Regions from separate parts of the Sus scrofa genome. Here regions 1 and 2 are each linked to region 3. The links are chromatin contacts, called in public HiChIP or PLAC-seq maps. All regions are on one chromosome and are shown on one strand. The core of a region is the stretch at or near the end of the contact, and the rest is flanking DNA. Distances in the headings are between cores, read along the strand shown. Region 1 overlaps COMMD1 (COMM domain-containing protein 1). Region 2 holds the start of FAM161A (protein FAM161A). Region 3 holds the start of XPO1 (exportin-1).

Region 1 (4,388 bases), core at 1,181-3,680, 350 kb before region 3:
CCCTAGCCTGGGAACCTCCATATGCTGCGGGTGCAGCCCTATAAAGACAAAAAAAAAAAAAAAAAAAAAATCCAAATTCAAATTATAACTATCTCAAGGTTCCCTTTGTGGCTCAGTTGTTAACGAACCCAACTAGCAACCATGAGGATGTAGGTTCAATCCCTGGCCTCGCTCGGTGGGTTAAGGATCCGGCATCGCTGTGAGCTTTGGTGTAGGTAGAAGACATGGCTCGGGTTACGTGTTGCTGTGATTGTGGTGTAGGCTGGCAGCTACAGTTCCAATTCCCAATTTGACCCCTAGCCTGAGAACCTCCATATGCTGCGGGTGTAGCCCTATAAAGACAAAAGACCAAAAAAAAAATAAAATATAATTATAACTATCTCTCACCAAGAACAAACACTTAATACTACAGAACTACTAAGGCTTATTTTTTATCCACCAGATCTCATGAACCTAAAGAATCAATTAGTGAAATTCCTCAAGAAGACATAAGCGCAAATAATCCCTATTTCCTAAATATTCTTATTTCAGATTTGCATCAAGTAATCAACTTAGAAATATAACTTGGGAGTTCCTGCTGCTGTGTAGTGGGTTAAGGATCTGGTGTTGGCTCTGCCACAGCTTGGATCACTACTGAGGCACAGGTTCGGTTCCCAGCTGAGCACAGTGGGTTAAGGATCTGGCATTGTCACAGCTGTGGCATAGGCTGCAGCTGTGGCGTAGGTTGCAGCTGCAGCTCAGATTCAGCCCTTGGCCTAGGAACATCCATATGTGGCACATGCGGCAGGGGGGAAAATATATATATATATAAATAAAACATATACAATATTGTTCCCAAATATTAACCATTATGAATTTAAGAACAGATTCTAAGATGGGGGGCAAGCAAAACTTATTTGTAAAGGTTCAGATGGAAAATATCTTTGGCTTTGAAGGCCACAAGATCTGTTTCAACCACTCATAGTGGTGAAAGCTACTATAGATAAAATGTAAGTAAGTGAACATGCGGCCATGTTCCAATGAAAATTTATTTATAAAAATGGGCTGCAGGCTAGGTTTTTCCCAGGGGCCATAGCTTGCCGATCCCCGATTAGGACTATTATACCTTCCAGCTCTCCCCACGCAGAAATAGTGTAGGTTTTCCCACTGTGTATATCTTTTTAATGGCAATCTCCACATTTAAGCAGTATCCACTCGTTCACATATTCTACAGATTTTTACTGTATGTATACCACACTCCAGAAACAGTTTCAGGTATTAATGATAAAGAACAAAAAAAATAATAATAAAGTCCTGACCTCTTAAATGCTTACATTCCAATAGGAGAATCAACATATAAACAATCCAGTAAGCACATAATTTCAGTTAGTGCTAAGTATGAAAAAAAGTAAATCAAGGGTAATAGAGTGGCGGAGGAAGAGTTAGCTTCTTTGTATATAAGCCAGGGGAGACCTCACAGGAAATCACTTTAAAGCAGAGAATGAGAGTTTCCATCGTGGCACAGTGGTTAACAAATCCCGACTAGGAACCATGAGGTTGCGGGTTCGATCCCTGCCCTTGCTCAGTGGGTCGAGGATCTGGTGTTGCCGTGAGCTGTGGTGTAGGTCCCAGACGTGGCTAGGATCCCACATTGCTGTGGCTCTGGCGTAGGCTGGCAGCTACAGCTCCAATTAGACCCCTAGCCTGGGAATCTCCATATGTCATGGGTGTGGCCCTAGAAAAGGCAAAAAGCCAAAAAAATAAAAAAAAAAAGGTCAGACCATTTACAATTAACTCAAAAAGTTTTTTAAATAAGTAAAATATATAAAACCCAAAGAAGAAAAAATAGATGAATAAAAATGAAACAGGATCTAAACATTTTTGAATTTCAAATTATCAAGAAAAGAGTATAAAATAAATAAGCAATAAGGATATACTGTACAGCACAGGGAAATATAGCCATTATTTTGTAATAACTTTTTTTTGGGGGGGGGCACACCTGCAGCATATGGAATTCCTGGGCTAGGGATCTAATCTGAGCCATAGCTGCAACCTATGCCACAGCTACCGTAATATCAGGTTCTTAACCCACTATGTCAGGCTGGGCATCAAACCTGTACCATCTCAGAGACAATGCTGGATCCTTAACCCACTGCACCACGGCAGGAGGTCGTGTACTAACTCTAAATGGAGAATAATCTATAAAAACAATCGCTATGCTATATATCTGAAACTAATATACTATAAATAAACTATAATTCAATTTTTTAAAATTACAGAGGAAACAAGAAATTAAAAAATTAATTTTAATTGACAACTGAATATTGGATTATATCCACAACAAAAGAAAATTCAACACACTTCATTAAAAATTTTAATGATATTTCACTAAGTAAATACATCACCACCAACAGAGGGCAGTAGTGAATACGGAATATAATTGAACAAGTGCAACTTCCTAGAAAAGATCTTTCTCTAGAATTCTAGTAAATAGAACTAAGGTTGACAGAAGGAACAAGAAACACAGAGCATGCAATCTGTGAGAAGTTGAACTTATAAATGTGAGCAAACAAAATTAGATTAAAATAGTAGAGTATTTGTAAAGGATGTCATTTCCCTAACTAAATGCACCACTATCAACTGATTTCACTGCTTCCTGGGAGCTACTAAAAAATAAAACTTGCCCTAAGGCAAGTGAATAGTCAGCTTCAAGTATCTACAAGCAGATGAAAGAAAGGTTTGCCCTTTTGTGATCAACAGGCAAAGCTACAAAGATCAATGTACCAGCCAAGTAGTGTAGAAAAGCTCTAGTTCAAGTGGAAAACAGGGACCAGTATGTATGTGAGCAATCAATACACTACACCTGGGCACACACTGTGACGGCTGGAAGGAAAGGCTGCACTTTAGGAAGCATCTAAATTTGAAACATATCTTGGAAATAAATGAATGCAGGCAGCTGGAAGTAAGGAGCCTGATAACGTGAACCCACAGTCTATTTCCTGCTGAGAGTTACACATCCCTCCCTTCCCTTCCTCTTACACCTATTGTTCCTATTCATTTTCACTCTCTACAGAACTTGATGACCTATAGATGATTGAAAGGTATGGCAACCAAGTGAGAATTGAAGTACCACTCCATTTTTATCCTCAGTTTTTTTCCCTCTGCTTAGACTCCCACATTTTTTTCTTTAGTATTTTTCCTCACTGCTTTTCTTCTAGACTGCCTGCTGAATTTAAGATTGTTGAGACTCCATAGACAAAAGAAAGAACTGTTTTGGAGTTCATGCTGTGGCATGGCAGGTTAAAGATCCTGTACTGCTGCAGCTGGGGTGTAGGTCGCAGCTCCAGCTGGGATTCAATCCCTGGTCTGGGAACTTCCATGTGCCACAGATGCAGCTGAAAAAGGAGCAAAAAAAGAAAAAAAAAACAAAACAGAAAGGAAAGAAGGAAGAAAGGAAGAAAGAGAGAAAGAAAAGAAGAAAGAAAGAAAGAGAAAGAAAGAACTGTTTTGACCCTGTTGTCATCAATATGTAAAAAGGTTTACCCTGCCCACTCCACACTCATTAGTATGGCTACTATCAAAAACTCGAGCAGAAAATAACAAAAAAGAAACCGGAACTTTTGTGCAGTGTTGGTGGGAATGTATAATGACACAGCTGCTGTTGAAAACAGGATGGCAGTTTCACAAAAAATTAAAAATAGAACTACCATATTAATTCCACCCTGGGGTATATACTCAAAGGAATTGAAAGGAGAGTCTCAAAGAGGTATTTGTACGCCCATGTTCGTAACATTATTCACAGCAGTTAAAACAAGGAAGCAACCTAAGTGCCCAAAGATGAGTGGAGAAGCAAAATGTAGTATATACACACAATGGACTATTATTCCCTTAAAAAGGAAGGAATTTTTGACATATACTACAACATGGATGAACCTTGAAGACATTACACTCAATGAAATAACCCAGTCACAAAAAAGACAAATGGTGTATAATTCCACTTAGATGAGATACTTAGTTAAAATCAGAGACAGAAAGTAAAATAGTAGTTGCCAGGACCTGGGGGGGGGGGTTATGAGGAGTTATTGTCTAATGGGTATAGTTCCAGTTTTACAAGGTGAAGAGTTATAGATACAGATGGATGTGATCGATGCACAACATTATGAATACCAACATTATTTTATGTTATATTTATATTATTTATGGTATTCAACATTATGTATACCATATGTAATACCAACGAACTGTATACTTTAAAATGGTTAGGATGACAAATCTTATGTTTTGTGTATTTTACCAAAAATTTATTTATTTATTTATTTTTAATTATTTCCCCAATACAATTTTTTTTCTACTGTACAGCATGGTGACCCAGTTACACATGCATGTACACATTCTATTTTCTCACATTA
Region 2 (4,993 bases), core at 2,245-4,744, 300 kb before region 3:
ATCTGGACTTGAGTCTTCTTGGACTTCAAGACCGCTCCGGTTGAATAGCACAGGGAACTATATCTAGTCACTTGTGAGGGAACATGATGGAGGACAATGTGAGAAAAAGAATATATATATATATATATATATATATATGTATGTATGAATGACTGGGTCACTTTGCTGTACATCAGAAATTGACAGAACATTGTAAATCAACTATATTAAACAAAAGAACTCTCCCTTTTCTCTGCTGCTTTCTTGTTCTTCCTCATCTCTCTTATCTTTGTCTTCATCCTGCTTTTTTTCTTAGATGGCAATTTTTCTTGTTCAGTCTGTCTGTTTCATTTCTTCTTCAGGTCTACAAAACTGAAAGGGATTTCACTATTCTTTTCTTTTCTTTTTAGGGCCGCACCTGTGGCATATGGAGGTTCCCAGGCTAGGGGTCAAATCAGAGCTACAGCTGCTGGCCTACACCACAGTCACAGCAATGCCATATCCGAGCCTCGTCTGTGACCCACACCACAGCTCATGGCAATGCTGGATCCTTAACCCACTGAGCGAGGCCACGGATAGGACCCGAAACCTCATGGTTCCTAGTCAGATTCATTAACCACTGAGCCACAACGGGAACTCCTATTTTATTTTTAAGTTGTGTGCTGCAATCCTTTATGTTACTAAAATTTCTAAGCATAGTCACACACACACTTTCTCCCAGAGAGCCAGTCATTAACTATTTACCAGCATACCTCTAGCCGATACCCTGCAGCCACAGTACTTTAAGGTTTTCCCACAGTGTTCCATCTGAGAATGTGCTCTTCAGAAGGAGCACTAGCCGGTAATTGAGATGACAGGGCTAGTAGGGTCTGCCATTTCTGTTCTGTGAGCAATCTTTTTGCTGGAGCTCTCTTTTTAGCTGGCTGAGAGCTTCTCAGACCTTCACTGTAGTTTCAACCTCTTCCTACACAATTATTCTTCCTTCTCTCTCTCTTTTCCAAGACGTCAGAATAATCTTGGCCTGAAAACATTCCTACTCCTCTCCCTTTATCTTTCACAGGAATTTCCCCTAGTAAGTCTCTTTTAAGTCTGAAGGACCTAAACTGACAGCCACAAAAAAAAAAAAAAAAAAAAAAAAAAAAAAAAAAAAAAAAAAGGAAACAACAAGTGAATGAATAAACTTAAGTAATAAAGACAATGTTAACAGGGCAGGTTAAATTTAAGAGTATGCCTTGTCTGTAACTGTCACATTATGAATAGCACAAAATAATGGAGGAGATTCTTGGCAAACTATTATCTCAGCAAATGCCATTCAGCAATTAAAGAGGAACAGACTACTCATATCCACTCAATGTGGATGAATCTCAAAAAATAGTAGGCCTTTGAAAAGAAGCTAAGAGCAAAAGAAGTACATATAGTATGATTCAATTTATATATTTTTTTTTTTTTAAAAAAGGAGTTTGAGGAGTTCCCGTTGTGGTGCAGTGGTTAACGAATCCGACTAGGAACCATGAGGTTGCGGGTTCGGTCCCTGCCCTTGCTCAGTGGGTTAACGATCCGGCGTTGCCGTGAGCTGTGGTGTAGGTTGCAGACGCGGCTCGGATCCCGCGTTGCTGTGGCTCTGGCGTAGGCCGGTGGCTACAGCTCCGATTGGACCCCTAGCCTGGGAACCTCCATATGCCGCGGGAGCGGCCCAAGAAATAGCAACAACAACAACAACAACAACAACAACAACAACAAAAAAGGAGTTTGAGTCATGGCGCAGCAGAAACAAATCCAACCAGGAACCATGAGTTGTGGGTTTGATCCCTGGCCTTGCTCAGTGGGTTAAGGATCTGGCGTTGCTGTGAGCTGTGGTGTGGGTTGCATATGTGGCTTAAATCCCGAGTTGCTGTTGCTGTGGGGTAGGACAGCAGCTGTAGCTCCAATTGGACCCCTAGCTTGGGAACCTCCATATGCTGCAGGTGCAGCCCTAAAAACAAAACAAAACCAAAACAAAACACACACACAAATTTATATGACGTTCTAGAGCTGTCAAGGGAATGGAATGGGGAAGAGACTGGGAAGGGGTACAAAGGATCTTTCTGGGATGATGGAAATGTTCTATATCTTAATATGATGTCATAAGTACATGCATTTGTCAAAACCTATGCAACGATACATTTAAGATTTGTTCATTACACTGTATATGTTACATCTAAACAGAAAAGTACAAAAATAAGTCTTCCTGTGATGATGTAAGATTTGTTATTTTCTTCTTGTACATATGTCCATTTTGCTTTATATATTTTGAGGCTATATTATTAGATACCTGCAAATTTAGAATACTGCTGGTAAATGGAAGGTTTTCTGTCTTTCACATACACATACAATGTGTTTCTCCACACTTACTCCTCCTATTGTATTCTAACCTAGCCTAGCCTAATCTCCCGTTTTCAGTGCTTTAGCATGTAGATCTGCGTTGCTGATTTGGGGCCAGGCTTACAATAAATCCTAGCAAATTCTAAGAGGGGCGCGTGCAGCCACAGGATTAGCTGCATGCAAAGAACTAGAAGTCCCTTCTTTGGTCACTTGGGGCATCCATACTTCAAGGGCTTCCAGCTCTGGCTTCTGCTCAGAATCCAGCCAGAATCTGTTCCAGTGTTCGAAGCAAATGCTCAGCCAAAACAAAAAGCAGCCCGAAGACGGTGAGGGGGTTGGGAATTTTGCAGGTGCTCACGCTCTAGACCAGGCGAACAAGAAAGGCTTGGTATGATGGGCTCAGATCTCAGAGGTTCCAGATATGGAGCGCCGCATACTTAACTTTGTAGTGGTGCGGCAGGTTGAAGGGCCAGGCCTGGGAGGAGGCGGAAGGATAGGGCTGGGGAGGTTGCTGCAGCCTCAGTCTCAGGAAGTAGGGGCTTAGGTAGCTGAGACTGCAACATGCTCGCTATTTTAAGGCTAGGCCCCTCTTACCTGCGAGGGGTGTAGAGCGAAGGCGCCTGCGAAGCACCCAAATTCCAGGTGGGAAAAGTTGATGCGGGAGTGGTGGAGAAGAGGCTTGTCTGTTGTTATCGCTGGGAGCTTGCACACTTGGACCCCACCACTATAAAGCTAATGAACCCAAGCAGCAAACACTGGGTTCATACACCCGCACTGTCACTCACTGGCGAGGTTCTACCCAACTCTGGGCTTTCATTGGTCAGGCGGAAAGTATCGCTAGCCGGATTCGTTGACTTCTGCCAGCTCTCAAGTCAATCAGAGTAGAATGTGAGGCACTCCCTTCCATTCACCCGCTCCACCTCGCGGGAGCCATGTTAGCTAGCGGGGTGCAAACCTTGCCACAGGCCTGAGGCCGCAACACAGTAACATCCCCAGTTTTCCTGTGCCACCGCCGTTTCCTCCTAACATGTTATTTCAATGAATAAAAATGCGCTCCCCCCATAAAAGAGTAACTCATTAGTATAATGTGAGAAGTCTGCGTTTAGGCGGCGAAGCGCAAAGGGAAAGAGGTGCCTTGTTCCGTCCGCCAACGCTCTACGCCAGCAAAGACTCAGTCCTGATTCCCACTATCCAGGAGGCTCCGGGGTTTCCCGAAGCGTGCGCGGGTTTTGAGTGACGTTTGGTCGCTCGCGGCCCCTGTAGCGTCCCTAGTTACCAGGCCCCTAGTAACCACCACTCCAAGCCAGGAGCCGCCGGCTTCCCCGCCCCAGGCCAGCGCGGGCGCTAAGGCCTCGGAGGCGCGGTAATGGCCGCCTCGCACCAAACTGCGAAGCTGGCGGCTGGCAGTCTCCAAACCCCGGTCAGTCCCAACACCGGAGCGCAGATTGCCCAGTACGAACGTAAAGACCCCTTAGAGTCCCTGTCTGCGGCCACGGCGGCCTTGGAGGAGGAGGAGGAAGAAGAAAAGGAGAAGGAAGAGGAGGAGAAGGCAGAGCGGCCGGCGCGGGCGCCGGTAATGCAGGGGCGGGACGTGGGCTGGGGCTGGGCTCAGGCGGGGTGCAGCTGGAGGCTGGTCTGCGACCCCAGTGGTGAGGCGCTGGCTGGGAAATGCGCGCACTATTCGGATCCTCCCTAACCTGGTGAGCCTGGCCCACTGCGTTCTCTCTCCTCCCACAGAAAATGCTCAAAATCGAAGCGTTGAAAAGTCTTTTAATTTTAGCCAGAGATGCAAAATTTTCTTGGAGATTTACGTTTCTCTATTTCTAGAGAGTGCAAAGTACAGAACTTTACTCCTTATGCTCCATCGTCTGTTGGGGGTAGATACAGCTTTTCTTTTTTTTTTTTTTCTTTTCAACTTGAAAATCGATCTCATAGAGGATAACCTATAAAACGGAAGGAAATCAGCTGTGCTGTCAGGTGTGTTTTGTTGTCACCTTGATGTCCTGGTTATTAGTGCATCTTAATACAATACATGAGAGATGGTTTTTAAAACCATCCAGAGTTTAGTGGGTCGATCAGACACAGATATAGTTAAGCCTCCAGAGAAGCGAAGTACTGAGGTTCCAATAAATTATGGTTCCTCAGGGTAGGGTGAGACAGTCTTTTCACTGATCAATTTTCAGTGTCAAATGTGTTGTGAACCCCTGTCCACCAGGTCAAGTCTGCCATCTGCTCTATTCACTTAAAAGGTGGGAATCTTGAATTTTACCTAGCAATCTGCATATATAAACCTCCTTAAACCCAGTTAAAGATTTTTTTTTTTTTTTTTTTTTGCTGCACCCAAGGCATGAGAAAGTTCTCAGGCCAAGGAATCAAACCCCTGCCATAGCAGTGATGACTGGAGATCCATAATCCACTGTCACAAGAGAGCTCCATAAGATTTTTAATACGTTTTGTCCAAACTTTTTCAGATTCAAAATGTTGTGGTCTAGGGCTGATAGAAATCACTGGATATTTTGGATTTCTAATCTCTTTAATCCACACTGTTAATGAGAAAATCTGTAGCAACACTTTTTATAGGTAGTATTTACCAACAGATAAACTACTTGAGGTTATCCAGAGTAATGCAGATTGAGACCATGAAGGTGAACCA
Region 3 (4,495 bases), core at 1,304-3,803:
CCAAGCCACGTCTGCAACCTACACCACAGCTCACGGCAACTCTGGATTTTTAACCCACTGGGCAAGGCCAGGGATTGAACCCACAACCTCATGGTTCCTAGTCAGATTCCTTTCCACTGCACCACGACAGAACTCCAGGATTTTACTTTTTACTGTAGGTACTTTTCTCTATTGTTTGAATTGTTAAACATGATCATGTATTAGTTTTTCAATTAAAGAGATTTTAATAGAAATAAGTGGCAAGTAGTAAAAAGGAATTTGTGAGTTTCTGTTTCTTTTATTTCTGAGGAATGCCATTGTTTGGTGAGACAATGTGGACTAGTAAAAAGAACACAAATGGGTTCTAAATTGACTCAACTGTTGTGGGGTGGTGTGAATGCATCAGTACATGTAATAGAGGGTCCGGAGGAAGCAGGAGCAAGATCTGAAAAAGAACAACTACCTCACATTGCTGCTGTTAAGAATTCATTGAAAATTGTTGAGAAAGGTCTCTAACAGAGGGCTAGACAAGCAGGCAGGCATTTGATACAGTTTATTAACATTTCCTTATTCATGGCCCACTTCAACCTTTGAAGTCTTGTTTCCAACAAATGGAGATAATGTAAAAAGGATTTTAAATATGTCAGACATGTTTTCTGAAATTGATTCTGAAAACACAGTGATCATACAGAATTATCTCCTCCAGTCACTTCATTTTGCGCTTGTTAATAAGTTTATATTGAATACTCCATTTTGGCTAACTCTAGGCAAAAATAATGGGCTAAATGTTTACATCTGATTAACTATGGTCCAGAGAGATATGATCTCCTAGGGGATATGACTTAAAGACGAGAAGAGCTAAAGAAGAGGACAGAAAACTGGGACTATTTAGTGCTTTATGGGCCACACTGCTCTTTCACACCCATTTGATCTCTATACAGATGAGACAGGCATGGATGATATGAGTCTCATTAATGAGTGAAAAGGAAACTGAGGCCCAAAGAGGTCAAGAGACTTGCCCAAGGTCACATTCTCAGCAAAGCCAGGTCTTACAAACCAGTCGATTTTTATTCATTGTTCTGGCATCTAAAAAAATCAGTGGCCTGGTGCAAGAGCTGAAAATGTGGAGGAAAAACTTTTTAAAAAACAGGACAGTCCTGTAATAGGATGTAAGTATTCCAGATGATCAGTGTATTCGTCACATACATAATACAGTTTGGTTTGATACCATTCAAGCTAAGCAATGAATAAAAAATCTTAGGTCTCAAAGTAATCCAACATCATTTTGGCAAACCTATTGGAGGGTGAGAGAGTTACTCTTAAGCAGTGTTTGGGTATTAGCCTTTGTCCACTGTAAGTGAGAATTTGCTGAAGAAAACTGTGATTTAATAAACCATTTATCAACCTCTTGGTGGCACAATGGGCCTACTAAATGTTGGTGGGCTGCTTGCTGTTTCTTCAGCAAAGAACAATCAGTAAAGCTTACTTGGAGGGCACTTGCGGACAAGAGAGACAACCATGTGAAGGGCCACGTGCGTGTGACTTTCATAGAAAATACTACTTGGTGATGATGAAATTTGTGAAGGGTAACTACCCGAAAGGAAAAAGCGAAGGTAAAGGAAGATCAAGGGCAGCTGGCACTCAAGCTTACCCAGCAAAAAGCACAGGATGTTAAACCAATTACAGGGATTACAGTGTCTTAATTTTTAGGAAGAATTGGTTGTTGAAGCAGCCAAATTCCAACCTGGGGAGACGGCGAGTTAAAATTTGAAGGAGACTTGCCCAAGAACTACTTAGGTAACTTTCCCACGTCTCGGAGAGGAGTAAGAGGCGCCAAGGGAGCGTGCCCCATACCTCACCCCAACCTCTCAACATCTCGGCCCCAAACCCGGTCTGGGGCCTACGACTGGCCTCCGTTGTGTTGTTTTCGCTCCTTTTTTCCACCCCGCCCCTCTCCGATTAAAAAAAAACTGGGTGTGCCCTAGTTTTTGCACAGCCCCCATCCGATGGGTGGGGGACAGGTCCCGACCACTGCGGGTTAAGGCCCTGCAGCTAGGCGGGAGCCGGCGGGGGCCGACCAACGCGAGTCCGGGAGTAGCCGAGCGGACGCAGGCGGCCGCGCGCCGCGCTTAAACTCGCGCCTCCACCAGCTCACGAGCTGCGCCCCACCCGCTTCGTCACCAAAGGCGCCCAGCCAATGAACGGGCCGGAAAGGCCGGGCCTGCGGGCTAAGCCCTGGGAGGGGGAGCGGAGGGAGGAGGACGGGAAGTTGAGGGCGGGCTATATTTGATTGACAGACCTCTCGAACCAATCTTCCGCGCGGCTTCTCTTCGCTCTCTACTCTGCTCTGCTTAGCTCTTCGTCCCACCTTCTCCTCTTCCACCCCCCCTCCTCGCTCCTTTGCGACCCGCCCCACTTCCCTTCCCCCACTCTGCGGGCAAATCGCTGCTGGAAAGAGGCGGGGGCCGAAGCGGCGGGCTCGTGTGGAGCCTAGAGCAGAGATTGATGGGCGATATGACCAATAGGAGGTAGGCTGATGGCGCGGCTATGGCTGGAAGCGGCCAATGGGCAAGCGGACTGGGGGCGGAGGCCCAGGTTCCAAACGCTCCGCGGCGCCATGGGCTGAAAACTCAACCGAGATGGAATCTCCCAGTCTGAACCGGTTTCAACCGGTTCCGAGTTTGAGGCACTAGGAGGAGGGGGAGAAGCGGCTGCAGCGGCCGCGGCAGGAGCAGCGGGAGCTACAGCATCAGCAAGAGCAACAGTAGCTACAGCCCCGGCGGCGGTGCCTGTTCCAGTCTTTGCTGCTGCAGTCCGTGCAACCACCCAGAGGGGGAGGGGGGAACCACCAGTCGCTGAGGAGCAAGAGAAGGGGGGAAAGTTTAGGCGAGCCTGGGTGGGGGGGGCCCAGCACCGGAGCCGCGTGAGAGAGGGAGCCGTATTTTGGTAGGGGGGAGTCGGACTGTAACTGGCAGCAGAGCGTCCCCCGACCGTGTGGACTCTACACCCCCTACTCCTGCCGCTCCTGCTGCCGCCTGTGGCTGGAGGGTCCCCCTGGGGCTGAATCTTTGGGACCTGACCCGGTTCCCCTCCCCCTTCCCTCACGCCCCAGCCAGGCGGGAGCATTTATTCCACATATTAATTCCCCTTCTTTTTTTGGGGGGGAGGGTGGGTGTGTGTGTCGGGGGGAGGTGTCCCTGAGATAGTAAATATTGAGCTTTTTTTTTTTTTTTTGCCCTTATCGCCTTCGTTTTTTTTTTAATTTCTTTTTTTAAGGTGGGGAAACTGTGAAACCCACCTTGATTTCCTCCCCTCTTCCCCCCCTCCCCATCTTCCCTCGCCCTAATCCCCCGACAAGGAAGGAAGAAGCAGTTGGTTCAATCTCTGGGTAAGTCGACTGTGTCTTCGGGGCCGAGGGTCGGGCGGCGGCGCGGCCGGGCGGGAGGAGGCTGGTGTGGGGCGCGGCGGCGGCCGCGGGAGACGAGCCGGGGAGGCGGCGGCGGGCCCACAGCACAGCCTGCGATTGAATGGAGCCGCTTCTGCCGCTGGGGGATGGAGGCGGGGAGGCGGCCGCGGGAGGGGAGCGCTTGCTTGGGTCATTCGCGTGTGCGGGTAGCGGTGGAGGAAGGCAAGGAGCGTGATAGTGAAGTGGGGCCCGGCGCGGGAGTGGAAGGGCTTCCCCAGCCCAAGGGGCCGGGGAGAAGTTAGGGTGATTTCAGGAACATCTCAGGAAATTATTAGGAGTGGAAGTTTCCAGAAATATTTAGTGCAGCAGCATTGAAACGTCCGCCTGCATCACGTGGCCCCTCGGTGGAGAGCTTGGGATCGCGGGAGGGAGGGGCTGATGCCTGCTCCTCCTGCAGGGAAACTCAGAATCTTTGGGTTTTTGCAAAGTAGGATTAAAAGTAGGGAAGGTTATTTGGTTTTTTTGGGGGGGGGGAATCTGCAGGTGAGGTTCCATGCTGTAGTTTTGCTTTCACGGACTTGAGTGTGTTAAGTGATCAAAACGTTTACTGCTGGCGCTGTACAGTGGACAATATCCTGATTCTGCTTCATTCCGATGTCTGAGTTTGGGGTGGGTGGAAGGAAGCGGTGTACTAGAGGAAGCATTAAAGATCTGCCCAGCACGGACCTCTGATCACGCAGAGGCCATGCTGCATTGAGAATGGGGCGGTGAACTTCAGGCGCCTGGTCTAAATGCCTCCTCCGAGTATGGGCGGGGTGAGTGCGTGCTCCAGTATGCTATAGTTAGAAGTGCTGCGGATCGGTTCGGGTGGGAAGAGAGGGGAGGGCGGGCCTTAGTGAGGTGTGTTTCTACTGAATGAAGCAGGCAATTGCCCACACACCTAAAGTAGCAGTCTTTCTCCTTGTAGCGACTTGTTTTTTGACCTACTATGTAGTTATCATTAAGCAACGGTTATGATTTTTTGGCTTTTGGATGGGAGCTGGCAGTGTGTAGCTGCCAGTTTGAAGTGGCTGTGAAGGTATTTTGGTAGTCACTTGTAGAGTCACCACA

The links. HiChIP or PLAC-seq counts read pairs in DNA pulled down with a chosen protein or histone mark.
Region 1: an H3K27ac HiChIP or PLAC-seq map of alveolar macrophages shows a contact between it and region 3. The contact joins the enhancer-like site here to the promoter of XPO1 in region 3. A contact is called at or near these places in 7 of 47 Hi-C or Micro-C datasets (heart right ventricle, liver, omental adipose tissue and 2 more) and 2 of 2 datasets of contacts at active chromatin or transcription factors (alveolar macrophages and skeletal muscle).
Region 2: a contact with region 3 is called in an H3K27ac HiChIP or PLAC-seq map of alveolar macrophages. The contact joins the promoter of FAM161A here to the promoter of XPO1 in region 3. A contact is called at or near these places in 1 of 5 promoter capture datasets (fetal skeletal muscle), 1 of 47 Hi-C or Micro-C datasets (fetal skeletal muscle) and 2 of 2 datasets of contacts at active chromatin or transcription factors (alveolar macrophages and skeletal muscle).

The regions. Positions count from the first base shown.
Region 1 is chr3:79,905,296-79,909,683 of Sscrofa11.1, forward strand. The region is part of intron 1 of COMMD1 (COMM domain-containing protein 1); the gene reads right to left. Among named protein-coding and RNA genes, the nearest start is that of COMMD1, 6.5 kb to the right of the region's middle. Within about 2 kb of position 2,431, at least 6 of the 83 cell types and tissues checked have an H3K27ac peak or open chromatin away from gene starts, as enhancers often do. A contact at or near this core is called in alveolar macrophages, where this site is marked.
Region 2 is chr3:79,949,204-79,954,196 of Sscrofa11.1, forward strand. It overlaps FAM161A (protein FAM161A), which reads left to right and starts at 3,495. Exons shown (of 7, transcript XM_003354802.4): 1 at 3,495-3,913. The coding sequence starts at 3,707.
Region 3 is chr3:80,252,463-80,256,957 of Sscrofa11.1, forward strand. It overlaps XPO1 (exportin-1), which reads left to right and starts at 2,554. Exons shown (of 25, transcript XM_021087484.1): 1 at 2,554-3,367.